4 separate regions of the Mus musculus genome follow, and all the other regions are linked to region 1. A link is a contact called in public Hi-C, HiChIP or PLAC-seq and Micro-C data. All regions are on one chromosome and are shown on one strand. The core of a region is the stretch at or near the end of the contact, and the rest is flanking DNA. Distances in the headings are between cores, read along the strand shown. Region 1 holds the start of Trim45 (tripartite motif-containing 45). Region 2 has its middle 11 kb from the start of Gm43464. Region 3 has its middle 56 kb from the start of Gm43464. Region 4 has its middle 24 kb from the start of Gm40107.

Region 1 (3,443 bases), core at 649-3,148:
TGTTGGGAGATTAAATGAGATAATGCATATAAATTATACAGCACTCCTCCAACAGAGAAGTCAGAATACACCCTATGGGAAATATAATATATGGCATGAATAAGAGATAAGACAAAGCATGGCTAAGCACAGAGGAGGGCAGGTTCAGAGCAACACTATATAGCAAAGCCAAGTCCACACCGCTTTTGGAATTTGCTTCAGCATACTGCGGTGAAGCGAGGGGACTCGGCCAGGGCAGCGCAGGAGAGAAAGGCTGGAGAAGTCTGGGTAAGGACCACTTTCACTTTTAAGACCTTTGCCGACTCCTTACACTGGGAGGTCATGTGACTGTTATGTAAAAATGGCTTTTGAGCCATTCATTAGCAGATAACGTTTTTACTTATGCTAAAGTTAGAACCAGCTCTCGAGACCCTCACAATAAAGACCAAATCAGACCTGTGTGTGTGTGTGTGTGTGTGTGTGTGTGTGTGTGTGTGTGTGTGTGGTGTCTGTGTTCACACGTGTACCACAGACAGAACCCAGAGTCTCAACATACTAAGCAAATACTGGATCAGTGAGCTACATCTCTACTTTAACATATTTTACGAAGAGTCAGATAATTCTTTTTTTTTCTTTTAATTTCATCTTTTCATAGTTTGGGGCTCTTTCCACCGAAGGCCCATACTTCGTAAAAGCATAGGCTTCGACAGCTATGCCTATACTATGACATCTCTAATAAAGAGGTCCCTGAAACAGTGATGCATGGGTTGAAATCATATATGGAAGACTGTAAAGGAAAACAGTGAGATAGACAGAGGCTTACGCATCTGAAGAATGGGAACAGATAGCAACTACGGAGCCATGCTATTACAATTTTTGGATTCAGAGATCAGTCAGTGCCTTAGACCCCATGTGTAGGAAACAGTCTCCAAATGAATGAATCTGAGACTCTTGGCAAATTCTTTAAGGCGTCAAAGAAATAATTATGCTCAGGGACCAGGTGTGCCCAACTTTTTAACTAGTCGGACCTACAAGGGACTTGTCCCAGTGACATCCTCCACTGCCCCATTGTGACCAACCAGGAGCTCCCCTTGATTGTAAAAACAAATGCCAAACTTGCTCTGTAGGCCACCCCCCGCAACCCTGACAACTTCTGTTACTGTAGAATTCTGGTGAGGTGTGTCTCTCCGGTCTTGGTCTTGAATGATTCAAAGCAGCTTCCACCCGGGAAACTCAGTGGAGCTCCGCGGAGCAGCAGTTCTAAACTTTTCAGTTAAGTTTAGTTCTGGAACCAGACACGGAGGTACCCTTGCCCTGGAAAATGCCAGAAGCTAGCCAGCTGAGAGGGTTCTGGTTCCGAGCACGCTGTACGTAAGAGATTCCAGGGCAGAAAAAATACTTGGAAAACCCAGAAAGGAAACTGACCCGGTGGCCGCTGATTCGCTATAGCCTCTGCAACCGAGAGCCTGCCTACAACTTCCAGAATGCTTCGGGCTACACCTCGGCCGACTGACAGTACCACGCACCAATGGGAGAACCCTATCTGAGTTTGGGGTGGAGCCTCAGCGCAGGCTTTTCAACGATCCAGAGGCCTCTCCGGCGGCAGGAGCTCACATTCGTGACGCCAACCACATTACGCCGCTCACTCCCAGACTCCTCCTCCCGGTTCTGCACGAGGCCCTCCCTTGCTCCCTCTCCTTTCGCCGCGCGAGTGGCCGGCGAGGATGTGGACCTTGCTGAACTTATTGGATGACAGTGATGTCACTCTGGAGGACGACATGGCTCCGAACTGCGAGGCCCGCCCCTTTCGGACGGTGATTGGATTCTTCGGAGAATCCTGGTCTGGGATTGGTGTGAGGCGGGGCGACGGCTCTAGGGCCTCCTAGGCAAACCAGAGAGGCGGCTGCCCCTGGCCCCTCACTCTGGGAGAGCCCGAGGACCCACTACCTCATCGCCCGGAGGGCGCGCTTGTGGCGTGGTGGGGGCGGGAGGGAGGGTGACCTTGGAGGACAAGAAATGCTGGGGTCAGGGTGGTGGTGGCAGAATTAGCTGGGGACTAGCTCTAGAAGCGCTTGCGAGGAGGACGATGTGGGTGATCCAGGAGGGTGTGGCTGTGACTGGTGTGGGATGCAGTGGAAAGGAAGGGCCAAACCACAAATCCGGAGATCTGTGGATGGTTCCTCAGAGGCGTTCTCTTTCTGGTTGTCCTTTTACTTGGCAACACGAGAGTCCTCATGGTCAGTGTTCAAGATCTTGGAACTCTGTCTTTGAGTAAATCTAACCTGCATTAGAGGACTGCGCAGGGCCTTTTGTGATACTGGGTACATACGTGGGGAAGATGTCAGAAATCAGGAAGCCGCTTCTGGGTTTCGTGCACAAACTCCAAGATGCGAACGCGTCTGGAAGCTCAGGCAAGACTCATTGTCCTACATGTCTGAGGCTTTTCAAAGTCCCCAGGCTCTTGCCTTGCTTGCACACAGTGTGCACCACGTGTCTGGAAAAGCTGGATCCATTCTCAGTAGTGGACATCCGTGGGGGTGACTCAGATACAAGCTCTGAGGGGTCAGTATTCCAGGACCCCGAGTTATGTAGCCTGCAGCCACAGATCGGCATCCTCTGTCCGGTATGTGATGCTCAAGTGGACCTGCCCTTGGGTGGAGTGAAGGCTTTAACGGTAGACCACCTGGCCATGAATGATGTGCTGCTGGAGAACCTGCGTGGGGAAGGCCAGGGCCTGGTGTGTGACCTGTGCAGCGACAGAGAAGTAGAGAAGAGGTGTCAGACCTGCAAAGCCAATCTCTGCCACTTCTGCTGCCAGGCTCATAGGTAAAGAGGGAGTACCCCGTTTATTGTGGCGTAAGAGTAGAGTGCAAAGAAAGCAAGACACAGATCCCTTTGGTGAGCAGGTCAAAAAGAAGGCTTTCGCAGACACTGTCAAAGTGCAAAGAACACTGTGCAAACAGATCGCAAGCTCTAGAACGGAGGTTAGCACCGCTGACCTGATAGCTGTAGTAACAAAAGCAGGGCAGGTTTCGGTTTATAGAGCACCTTGAGTTTTCTTCTATCACCAATTGTTTAATCTATTGAAAACGGACCGTGTGCTGGAGAGAGGATTACTGTGCTAGCATACACCCTGCGCTTGATCTCATCTGATCATTGTAACTCTTACCGAAAGGTGGGTGCTACTTCACCCCTCTTTAGTAAATGAGGAGATGGAAGCCCAGCAGTGGTTTGTGTTTCGCCCAAGTCCCACAGCTGGTAATCATGTAACTGAACCGAATCCTCAGTTCAGACCTAGTTCCTTCTTCTTTGCTCTTTTTACTAAACAGGTCACCTCAGTGTAGGTGTCCATTGACTGTGCCTTAACTCAGACCTCTGACCTGGACAGCAGGCTGGTAATTGGGGTGTTTTGCCTTTTATCACAGTCACGGAATAGCTTGTTAGATGCTAGTCTTTGTCCCATT
Region 2 (3,443 bases), core at 531-3,030, 220 kb before region 1:
AGAACAAAGTGCAAGGTCAACTTTGGCTACACAGAGAGCTCAAGGCCAGTCTATACCACAGGACCATGGGTCTCAAATCAGGGTTGGGGCAGTTAAGTTTATGGAAGCATTTCTAGTCTTTGATTCAACTGCATCATCATCAATCATCATCGTCGTCGTCACCATCACCATCATCATCCTCATCCTCATGGATGATGCCAGGAATTCTTCATTTTCTCTGTTAACAAGACCTTTTTATCTCTATGTCACATTCAGACATGGAGTTTGTCTTGTTTTTACATCTCCACATTCCCTACTCTAAGTTACCCATAGATTAGAATCTGGGATGGAACCTGGTCACATAACGAACCCTACAGTGCTTCATTAGAAACATACAACTGCCAATGATAGCACCACCCATCTTAAACCTTTCTGGAGGCCTCTGAGGAGAAGTTAGTTTTCAGGCTTAGGTGACAAGTACCACCAACCACAGGCAGCACTCTACTCTTAGTAGCTGCCAAAGGTGGAATGGGCACCTTGGTTTTCTGACCACTGACAGTCATAAGCTCTAACATCTGGGATGGAGGAATTACCCATGAGACTGTCCATAAATGAACAACAATACAAAGAACCAAGACTTACATTTAATAATTGGCAGTAATGGTTTCATGAACGTCTTATACCACACTACCAACTGTCAAGAGTAACCACTTGAGGCCACACAGTCCCAGCTTTAAATATTAAGCTCTAGCCGGGAGTGGTGGCACACGCCTTTAATCCCAGCACTTGGGAGGCAGAGGCAGGCAGACTTCTGAGTTCGAGGCCAGCCTGGTCTACAAAGTGAGTTCCAGGACAGCCAGGGCTATACAGAGAAACCCTGTCTCAGAAACAAAAACAAAAACAAACAAACAAAAAAGTTGAGCTCTGCTGCCAACTTTTTGTATGAACACAATCTTAATATCTTAATATATCTGTGCCTCAGTTTCCTCCTGGGAATCACTAGACATAGTTGATCCTACTTCCTAGGGTTATAAGGACCAATGAACAGTTAAAACCTATATAGCTCAAAGACACAGCCTGGGACAAGTATCAATATACTGATATTATTAGGAGAGATTTGTGTCAACAACACACACCTAAATCTTACTCTGCATCATAAACACACACACACACACACACACACACACACACACACACACACACACACACAAACTCTACATGTTACTCTAAATGCTCTCTAACCCAGTCAAAGCTGCCCTTCCACTCATGATGGGGGCCAAGAAAAAGGAACAACGGTGAAGAGTCTTTACATTCCATCTCTTTTAGAAAACCTCTAATTATAGAAATGAACACAGTCATCCCGGAGCCCCTTATTACTACTCTGTGAAACATGGGAGAGCCTTAGCAGCACAATACTTCAAGTAAACTCATGCTAGGTCTAACTTACCCAGAGAGAGGAAATGGCCCCTCCTGAGAGCTCACGAGGTACTCTGCCGCTGGTGCCTTGATTAGAATGCTCTAATGGGCAGCAAATTCCTTGCAGATCTCCAGAGGCCCCTCGATCTTTCCTACCCCTGAGCCTCTGCAAGCCCTTCCTGCCTGCAAGACCTACCTCCCCACACGCTCTATGTGGTGATGCTCAATTGCCACAGCCTATCTACCTTCAGCCTTCCTTGCTAAACTGGCAGCCTTACGAGAACCAGGAGGGCTGTTTCCTTCACTGTGCCCTTAGAGCCTAGCAAAGTGAATGACACATAGCGGGCCCTCCAACAATATTTGGGACATGAAAATAGACAGCCCAGCTATTGATAGCTGAGGACTCTACCACTTCAAGCTGTTTAGCTTAGAACAGACCGAATAACTTCTCAGATCCTCAGCCGAAATAACTTCCTTTTATGTTCTTGAAATGACTAAAAGATAGAGCAATGAGAAAAGCAGCTGGCAGAATGCCCAGAACAAAGTTAACGTTAATAGTTAATAGGCGTTTTAAAAAGCAGTCGAGCCAAGCGCACCCAAGCCTTTCATTTCCCTAATTTTGTCCCTTTCTCATTTAATAAAAATAGATGTTACAGTCATAATTGTCAGTATCAAGACCCCAGAACACAGGAGAGACGGGATGAAAGGGCAGAGGATACTGTGCTGCAGCTCTCAGAGTCTGACATGTATTAGTACTGAGTCATAAATATTCATTAGACAACTTGTAGAGGCCAGGAGAAGTATATAGCAAAAACGCTCAGCTGGGAGCTTGCCTTCATGCCTGCTCCTCTGTACAGAGTTTAACTCTGCACAAAACCAACAATTGTAGAACTAAATTGAAGTAAAAGATGTATTTTAAAGCTAAGCTAAACCTGCGCACCAATTACTCATTCAAGAAACTGATTCAAAGATACCGGAGTCACCGGTCACATTTGAAAATTTCACGTTTGTTTGCCTTCACTGATAATCGTTTGTATTTGTTTAGAATTAAGTATATATACCTAGCAGTTAACTTTGGCTCTCACCTATGCTTCTTACAACCTGGTTGTTTCCACTTCAGAAACGAGAAGACTTGGGATTGCCATTGAAACAATGGAGGGACTAGACTTAGTAGGAAGTCAGACTATCTGACTAGCTTGGACTCATCTCTCTGATGTTTTGAGTCTGGCTTGGGAGGCTAAGATTCCCCGTCACTAGTTTTTTTGGTTTGTTTATTTGTTGTTTGTTTTTTGGGTTGTTTGTTTGTTTTATTTTTTGGTTTTTTTCGAGACAGGGTTTCTGGCTGTCCTGGGACTCACTCTGTAGACCTGGCTGGCCTCGAATTCAGAAATTCGCCTGCCTCTGCCTCCCAAGTGCTGGGATAAAAGGCGTGCGCCACCACTCCCGGCTTGGTCCCTAGTTAAGCTATAAACCAGAGGAATCCGGAGGAGAGGGAGAGGGCCTGCTGGGTCACGTGACGTCAGGCTTGCAGGTCTCAGACTCTCAGCACGGGTGGGAGGGCACGCCCGTCTCCGCTCATTTAGGCATGCAGGTGCCAGCAAGTTTCCTCACTGAGAGAAACAGCAGATCCAAGAGGCTACTAAATAACAGAACAAGCTTACAGGAAAAGGGCCAGAACATACTAAGAGGCACCGGTGTCAGGGCTAGAGGATGTGTTCGCCTTGGTAGTCGCCCTTGCTCCACTGCGGTGCACATTCTCCTATGGACTGGCAGCCTTCTTGTCTCTCCTCTGAGGTGGAAAGGTGGGCTTGGGAAAGCAGACAAACGACCATTACATTACAGAAAATTCCAGCAGCCAAGATAACCCAAACATCGTCAACAATCCCCCTTCCTCTGACCTCACCTAAAACATGTTTGAAAGGGTACTCTTATATGTAATGACAAAATTATAATTTATAAAGCCTTATGTATATTTTAAAGATGCGTTGTTAACGGAAGATAATGAGGCCTATTCCCTAAATACCAAGCATTTACCCTCCTGCCTCCAC
Region 3 (3,443 bases), core at 694-3,193, 170 kb before region 1:
CATTTTCCAAATAAGAAAACAAAACCTTCCCCCCCCCCCCCCCTGCTGCAGTGTTGTGATCAAGGCCAGGACCTGTTCAGCAAGCACTTTTTATTTCTAGCCCAAGGGGGGAAAAAGCTGGAGGCAAAAATATAGTACCTGTAAAGCAACAGTGTGTGTCTCTGTCCCCTGAGAGCCTCTCCTCAGTTATTTGTAACGCGGCCTCTGGAGCTGGCTTCCCTAACTTTACTGATGCAGATTATTCCAGATATTTTCTCTTTCTTTTCTTTCTGGCTTTAAAGATGCTTGCCCCTCAACATTTCAAAATTTAAAATAATAAAGAAAAAAGTTTTGCCTGTGTTTTAAGTAAAACTAGCATATATCACTCCTTTCATCCTTCTTTCTACCTAGGGCTCACCGTGTAGCCCAGCCCGGCCTCTGCCTCACACTCCTGCCTCAGCCTCCTGAGTGCTGAGATTACAGCCTATGCAACCTCAACCTGACTTGATTCTTAAAAAGTTATTAGCTGCAGAACCAGGAGCAGTCCTGAGTGGCTTTGTCTTCCAGCTACACTTGAAATTGCTTGGTGTCCTTTGCCGTCTGGAAACCTCCTTTATTGCAATTAACTCGGAACCTTCTGCTCCAGCTCAGCGGGAGCTTTAACGGCTCGCTCACCGGAATGACGAACAGAAAAGGCTCATTTACAGATGGCTTTTAATAGCAGTCACAAAGGCCTGGGAGGCAGAGGAAAGATCTACTCTCTTTCTCTACTACCACTTAGTTCTAGGTGACTCTGGGGATCCATGGGGTTAAAAATTAACCTCTTGTCTCTAGCTTCCAGGAAGGCCCGAGGTACTTGTCTACGTTTTCAGATTACCTCCTGAAGAGGAAGGTTTCAAGGAGAAAAGAGACAGTATTTATCAATTGCTTAGTGGTTCCTATTGAAGTCAGAAACACACACACACACACACACACACACACACACACACGCACACACACGCACACACACATTTGCTGGTAGAAGGAGGGCAGGGACCTGAGAGCTGGCCTGTGCTCACCCAGCAGGATGTGGAAAAATTCAGCTGGCTTCTTTTTATAGTTTCAATCATCCCTGGTAATGAAGATTCTGCAATTAGAACTCAGCTGGCAGTTATGTTGGGGATGTGTGCAGCAGACTAGGATCCTGGGTCTGCAGGGGGCAGGCCTGTCTGTCAGGACGACATGAAGGCGCCCCTAGAACAAGGAGTGCGAAGTGAGGACAGAGCTATTTTTGCAGGCCACTTCTTAGCTGTCATCACACCTCAGATAAAGGTCCCGCTTGGGTATGACAACTTTTACATTTTTATTAAGCCACATCCATTTGCAACTATCTGTCAAGATGGAGAGGAATATTATTAACAGAAGGTTAATAAGTCTTTTATCGAGGCACCCCAAAACATGGAGTTTAGGATGATTTCACTGGGCATTGATTAAAATTTGCTTAGTCTGTGAAGACAGAATTTGTTGAAAGGTATTCTAAGAGGATTAGCCTAGTTAAGAAGGGAAAGTGTGGGTCAGTCAATGAGACAGCTCACTGAGTAAAGGCACTTGCTGCCAAGCTACCACAGGGACCCATGTGGTGGAAATAAAGAATTGACTTACCCAAGCCATCCTCTGATCTCCACAAGTTCTCTGCAACCCACTCCCAAAGAAATAGAAATTTAAACTAAGTTTTAGAGACGGTAAACTTTTAAAGTACTTAAGCAGAATGAAAGACTAATTTTTATTGAACACCTGCTATGTGCTAGGCCCTAGCTAAATCATTTGTATATTCCTTATCCACATCCTACTTAGCTTATTAGGTGGCACTTTTAGATGCTCTGTTTTATAGGTAAATGGTCACATTGCTAAGAAGTGGCAGGTCCCAACATTGAAGCCAGCCAACTGATTCAACTGTTCCTTCGCTGAAGTATGAGGCAATAAGCTGGTTTTAGCCAACTCATCTGCTTACAAAACAACTCTGGCATGGCGTCGCTGTTAGCAACCGGAGCTGTCAGCACTGATTTTTAAAGTATCTTTGCCGTAAAGGATGGAGACGCATTTATTTCTTGATGAATTATTAAGTGTCTTTCTTATGTTCCTGATTCCTTCTCTATTGGATTTAAAGCTCTTGCTAAACCTCCTACACTCTGACAACCAAAATTATATGATCGAAACAGAAAAGACATCTGCTCAAATTGACGTTTCCATCCTGGCAAACCTATCTCGAGCGCCACAGGCTGCCATTTGACTTCCATGTCTGAATGTTTCCTATCCTCCCCAGCTGTGAACTCCGGGTCGCAAGCAAGCTGCAGACCTCTAGGTATGGGCAGTAGAGACGGTTGGAAAACAGAAAGAACAAAAGTCAATGCTCTCGAATCTAACAATCTATGCTACACTTCTGAAAGGAGGGGGGTCACAGGGAGAAGCTCGCTCATGGAAATGTGAACTACCTCTTCTCTTATGAGAACTGTTGCTCTGCAAATGTTCAAGGTTCCAGAGAGTGATGCTGTGATGTTGCTGTCATAAACATGACCTTGCTGTTGGGGGGTGCTTGGAGCTGTTCTGTGGGACCTTGGAAGGTGATTGAGAGAAACACACGTGATGGAGGCCTGCCTTGTGACATTTGAGAATTACCTCAAAGACTCTACCATGTGATGTGTTTTCAGTTAGCAGTCTTGAAAGTGAGATATATTGCTGATTAGCTGGGGCTGAAACATCAGCTGTGATTAAAAGCCCAGTATCACTGAGGCAAAAATCTGAGCTGTGTTTCCCCAAGGCCAGCACTCAGAACCTGGCAGTCAAGGTTGTAGGTATATTGCAAGAACGTGGCAGATGTGCAAGCATCTCCCACATGGAACTGGTTTTAAATTCTCGAAGGAGTCATGAGAGCAGCTGAAGGTTCATGCTCTGTTCTGGGGTAGAGACCCTGAAGGCAGGCCAGGTGCGGCCATTGGTGGAAGGAAGTGCAACCTCAGCTGCAGGGAGGCCTGCAGGATATTAGAGATGCCACAACCATGCGGTATCTGCCAAGGACAGCTGTGGTGAGGGTTTGAGCCTACAAGACATGCTGTAGGTGACAAGGATGGCAGAGCCACCAAGGTGGGACTTCTCAATCTCTTTTGGTCCCAGAGGATCATGAATAAGTCTCAGACATTGAACACTGAGGTATTTTGGGTTGTTTCCTGACAAAGTCTCACTATATAACCCTGGCTGTCCTGGAACTCACTACGTAGACTAGACGGGCCTCAAACTCATAGAGATAGATCCACCTGCCTCTGCCTCCCCAGTGCTAAGATTAAAAGCATATGCCACTGTGACCAACCCTCGACACTGAGCTTTATACACTGTGGACTTTGTTTTTGCTTACGTGTGATTTCTTCTATGCCCTGGTGATTGATATATATATATGTGTGTGTGTGTGTGTGTGTGTGTGTGTGTGTGTA
Region 4 (3,443 bases), core at 345-2,844, 130 kb before region 1:
GCAAATGTGCTATAAATTGATTATCCATAAGACGTGGCTTGACTATGCATTGATTTAGAATGTCTTGCGATCCTGATTGAGCACCCAAAGGATTTGTTTTGTCCTTCATTGTGATTAGTAGATGGTTTTATGTTCCTCAATTATGATAAATTTGTTTTTGAAACTCATTATAATATTTAAATTGATCATTATCACAAATGGGTGTCAGTGCTTGGCTGTCAGTATTTTTCTTTGGGAAGAAATGAATAAACTAAAATTATGAAATTAATAACCTTTGAGTTTCTACTTTAACTACAGCAAGAGGAAAAAACAGAAAATGATTAAGTATATTTTGAACCAAATGTGAACTCAATCATTTATTCAATAAACATTTGTTGAGTATCAACCATTGGGCTAAGTGCTTTGAAGGGCGTGATGGAGAGTAAATCACATTTCCTGCATTCATGGAAGTTATAAATGGGAGGAAATAAGACAGATGAATAAATAACTGTAATAAAAGTAAAGTGAACACAAGCCTCAGATGACAGAATGCTTTGGGAATCAAGGGGGATGGGTACAAGTTCAGCCAAGAAAGAAAAAATGCCAGAGAAGTCGGTGTGTGATCTATGGGGTGGAGAGTCCAGCTCCAGAGGGGAAGAGAGCCGTGGATGGCTTTAGGAAGGAGATGTGGCATGGGTTCGCTGTGTTATGGGTTGCTGTGTTGTGGAGAAAGCACAGGCTTTGCTTAGTGCAGTAGCAGCGGAGGTGGCTTAAATGATGTCTGAAAGTTGAGCCAGGTATAAGACTGCAAATGCAGGCAAAGCTCCAGATTTGAAAGTTGTTCAGGAAGCAGAATCAGCCAACCTTGGGGATCTGTAGAAATGAGGCGGAGGCACAGATGGGAGGAAAAAAAAAAGCCCAAGAACTCAGGCTTACAGTGTGCAGAGTGCCAGTCACACTCAGTGCAGAGCATGGGATTCTGAACATATAGTGTCGCTGGAGGGTCTGGACACGGGCTTTCCCCCTGACTGTGGACATTTGCTATACCTGAGGAGCGCTGCAGTGGAAACAGAGGTCACCAAGACAGTGTTAATAGAACAGAGGTGCCTGAAGTTGTCCCTTTGTGAATCTTCTGTAGCCAGGGGCCAGGAAAAAGAGGAGAATCCTGAGGCAAAGCTCCTACTGTGAGCTATGAAAGTCTCTATTCTCTCAACAAAGATTTTTGGAACTTACATTCTAGTGCAAAATTATGTACACATTTGACAAATGAACATATGAATAAATGTTATCAATTTTTATAAGCCAAAGTGAAACTCAAACAGGATAAATCTAGAGAGCAACTGGGATTTGGGATGGTGAGAGTTGAAAAGATTGGTTAAGTAAGAAATTCTCTAAAAAAAGAAGAAAAAGAGAAATACCCAAGTGCCCATCCTGTGGCAATCAAGGCCAGGTGGCCACATGAGAGATATCCAAGCATCTGACGCCATTATGATGGGTGGATGTGTGATAGAGATAGGAGAAAGAGGAAGTACATAATGGAGAGATTGGAGAGAGTGTGAATCTAGTGGTTAGTGCACTGTGGAGAGCAGAGGAACTAGAGACACAATGGTGGTGAGGAGCCTGCTTAACCACCTGAGGCTATGATGGTGTTCTGGCCCAGGTTGCTTCTGAGGGCCACGTCTCAGACTGTGGTCTTGCCATAGCTGAGGTCTGTGTCATGTCAGTGGCCTGAGTTACCACTAAAGGCCATGTCTGGGCTGCCGCTTGAGATCACGTGGATGTCTGAAGGCTGTACTGATATGAGTGACCTGTGCCGCCACTTGAGGCCGTAATGACATCCAGGTCTCCAGGGTCTGTGTTGATGTCTGAGACTCCTGTTACCCTGAAAGGCCATGCAGATGTTTCTTGAGAGAGCTAGCCCTGTCCCTTTCCAGCTGCAGCACTTGGGAGTGCAGGCCCCACGTCTCTCCTGAGCAACAGTGAGCTGACTGAAAGGGCATAAACATGGAAGATCTGGCCTTGGCCCTTAACTGGGTAAAATGGGACAGTTGGTTCTGATGGTATGGGCATGGGAGAGCTGGTGGGTGGGCTGACCTACTCAGCTTCCCCCCCCCAGGCCCAGATCCAGGGCTCTGAGTTGGCCCACCCTAACATCTACCCCATCTATGAGCTGCTGGAGTTCCTGAGGGGCTCAGTCCTGCAGACCCAAAGCTTCAGTTCTCCATGACACAGGCAATAGTAGGATGTCCAAGATGAGTCCTGGTGAGGATCCAGTATTGATAGTGTAGCAGAAGCCAGAGGCTTCGAACCAGGCCAAAGACTCATTGCAATGAACACTTGTAGGTAAAGCTGTGTGGGCAAAGAGGCATACTCGTATGACACACTGTGACATACTGCAGTCTCCACGGTGAGATGGGTTTTTTTTGTTTTGTTTTGTTTTGTTTTGTTTTGTTTTGTTTTGTTTTGTGGGGAAGGTTACAAGGGCAGAGAGTGGATATGAAGGGATGGGGAAACGAATGAAGTTGGGGTAGATGATATGAAATTCACAAAGAATCAATAAAAATTTTAATTAAAAAAGAAGAAAAAAATCTCTGAGGACAGGACATTCGAGTAGAAACAGGAAGGTGGAGAGTTTCGAGAGAGATCTGGAAGGAGAGCTCCCCACGCAGGGGAAGGTTGTGTATTGATTCTGATTGAAGGAAGGCTCCAGGCCCAGGCCTGGAGCACAGTTAAAATGAGAACAATGGTGAAGAGGTCAGAAAAGCAAGCAGGACTGGGTGGAGAGGAGTGGCTTCTTCATCATGGTGCTGAAGGCCACAGTAAGGGTCCTGGTGCATTAGCGAACTCAGTCTCGATGTGTAAGGAAACTCACGGGGGCTTTGAGTAGGAGCGCGACATGAAAGGGCCCCTGGGTCCTTATAGAACATTACATGGAGCTTATAAGTAGAAGAGAGGGCAATCGGGAGGCTAGTGAACTGGTCCAGAGTGAGTAGCATGGGGACACATCTGAAAAGAAGTGACACAGATGGCTGGTGATGATACTTGTGGACCGTGAGGGAGGTCCCCAGATTATTGTTTGGAGGAAGAAACAGTTGAACATGTAAGAGGTGAGCTGTGTGATGGGATGGGAGCTGGGTGGAAGCAGAAGACGCAGTCTTAGTGTTCCTGATACCTCTCGCTATGGTTCCTAGGAAGCCCCTAGTATCCAGTTTAGCTGTACTCTTGCTGATCTCTAACTCCTGTCCTCATGTGACCCGTCCCCCTTAACCTACTGAGGGGCTGGAAGTTTGGAGAGAGCAGCTGAATGAGACAGGAACCTAAGGGTAGATTCATAGATTAGTGCACCTTCAAAGTGACTTTGCATTTATTTTCAGCTAAATCTTTGTGGTGCAGGTGTAGCACGAGCTGTTTAACTGAGCATGCTCAGGCCTTCCTGTGTAGCAATGAACAGATTCCCTTAGGGA

The links. A called contact is a pair of places that touch in the nucleus more often than the background predicts. HiChIP or PLAC-seq counts read pairs in DNA pulled down with a chosen protein or histone mark.
Region 2: a contact with region 1 is called in a Hi-C map of the G1E-ER4 cell line, with 1.8 times the contacts expected there. The contact joins the enhancer-like site here to the promoter of Trim45 in region 1. A contact is called at or near these places in 10 of 484 Hi-C or Micro-C datasets (the 63-12 cell line, B cells, the Ba/F3 cell line and 7 more), 9 of 115 datasets of contacts at active chromatin or transcription factors (the 230-238 cell line, bone marrow-derived macrophages, embryonic stem cells and 3 more) and 2 of 9 other capture datasets (adipose tissue and liver).
Region 3: an H3K27ac HiChIP or PLAC-seq map of extraembryonic endoderm stem cells shows a contact between it and region 1. The contact joins the enhancer-like site here to the promoter of Trim45 in region 1. A contact is called at or near these places in 1 of 484 Hi-C or Micro-C datasets (embryonic stem cells), 6 of 115 datasets of contacts at active chromatin or transcription factors (embryonic stem cells, extraembryonic endoderm stem cells, stem cell-derived neural progenitor cells and 1 more) and 1 of 9 other capture datasets (embryonic stem cells).
Region 4: a contact with region 1 is called in a Micro-C map of the G1E-ER4 cell line, with 2.3 times the contacts expected there. The contact joins the enhancer-like site here to the promoter of Trim45 in region 1. A contact is called at or near these places in 2 of 484 Hi-C or Micro-C datasets (the G1E-ER4 cell line and mammary gland), 3 of 115 datasets of contacts at active chromatin or transcription factors (embryonic stem cells, extraembryonic endoderm stem cells and trophoblast stem cells) and 1 of 9 other capture datasets (embryonic stem cells).

The regions. Positions count from the first base shown.
Region 1 is chr3:100,920,595-100,924,037 of GRCm38.p6, forward strand. Trim45 (tripartite motif-containing 45) reads left to right here and starts at 1,899. Exons shown (of 6, transcript NM_194343.2): 1 at 1,899-2,805. The coding sequence starts at 2,318.
Region 2 is chr3:100,701,506-100,704,948 of GRCm38.p6, forward strand. No RefSeq gene overlaps it. Among named protein-coding and RNA genes, the nearest start is that of Gm43464, 11 kb to the left of the region's middle. Within about 2 kb of position 1,781, at least 62 of the 459 cell types and tissues checked have an H3K27ac peak or open chromatin away from gene starts, as enhancers often do. A contact at or near this core is called in the 230-238 cell line, the 63-12 cell line, B cells and 4 more, where this site is marked.
Region 3 is chr3:100,746,963-100,750,405 of GRCm38.p6, forward strand. No RefSeq gene overlaps it. Among named protein-coding and RNA genes, the nearest start is that of Gm43464, 56 kb to the left of the region's middle. Within about 2 kb of position 1,944, at least 22 of the 459 cell types and tissues checked have an H3K27ac peak or open chromatin away from gene starts, as enhancers often do. A contact at or near this core is called in extraembryonic endoderm stem cells, where this site is marked.
Region 4 is chr3:100,792,032-100,795,474 of GRCm38.p6, forward strand. No RefSeq gene overlaps it. Among named protein-coding and RNA genes, the nearest start is that of Gm40107, 24 kb to the right of the region's middle. Within about 2 kb of position 1,595, at least 9 of the 459 cell types and tissues checked have an H3K27ac peak or open chromatin away from gene starts, as enhancers often do. A contact at or near this core is called in the G1E-ER4 cell line, where this site is marked.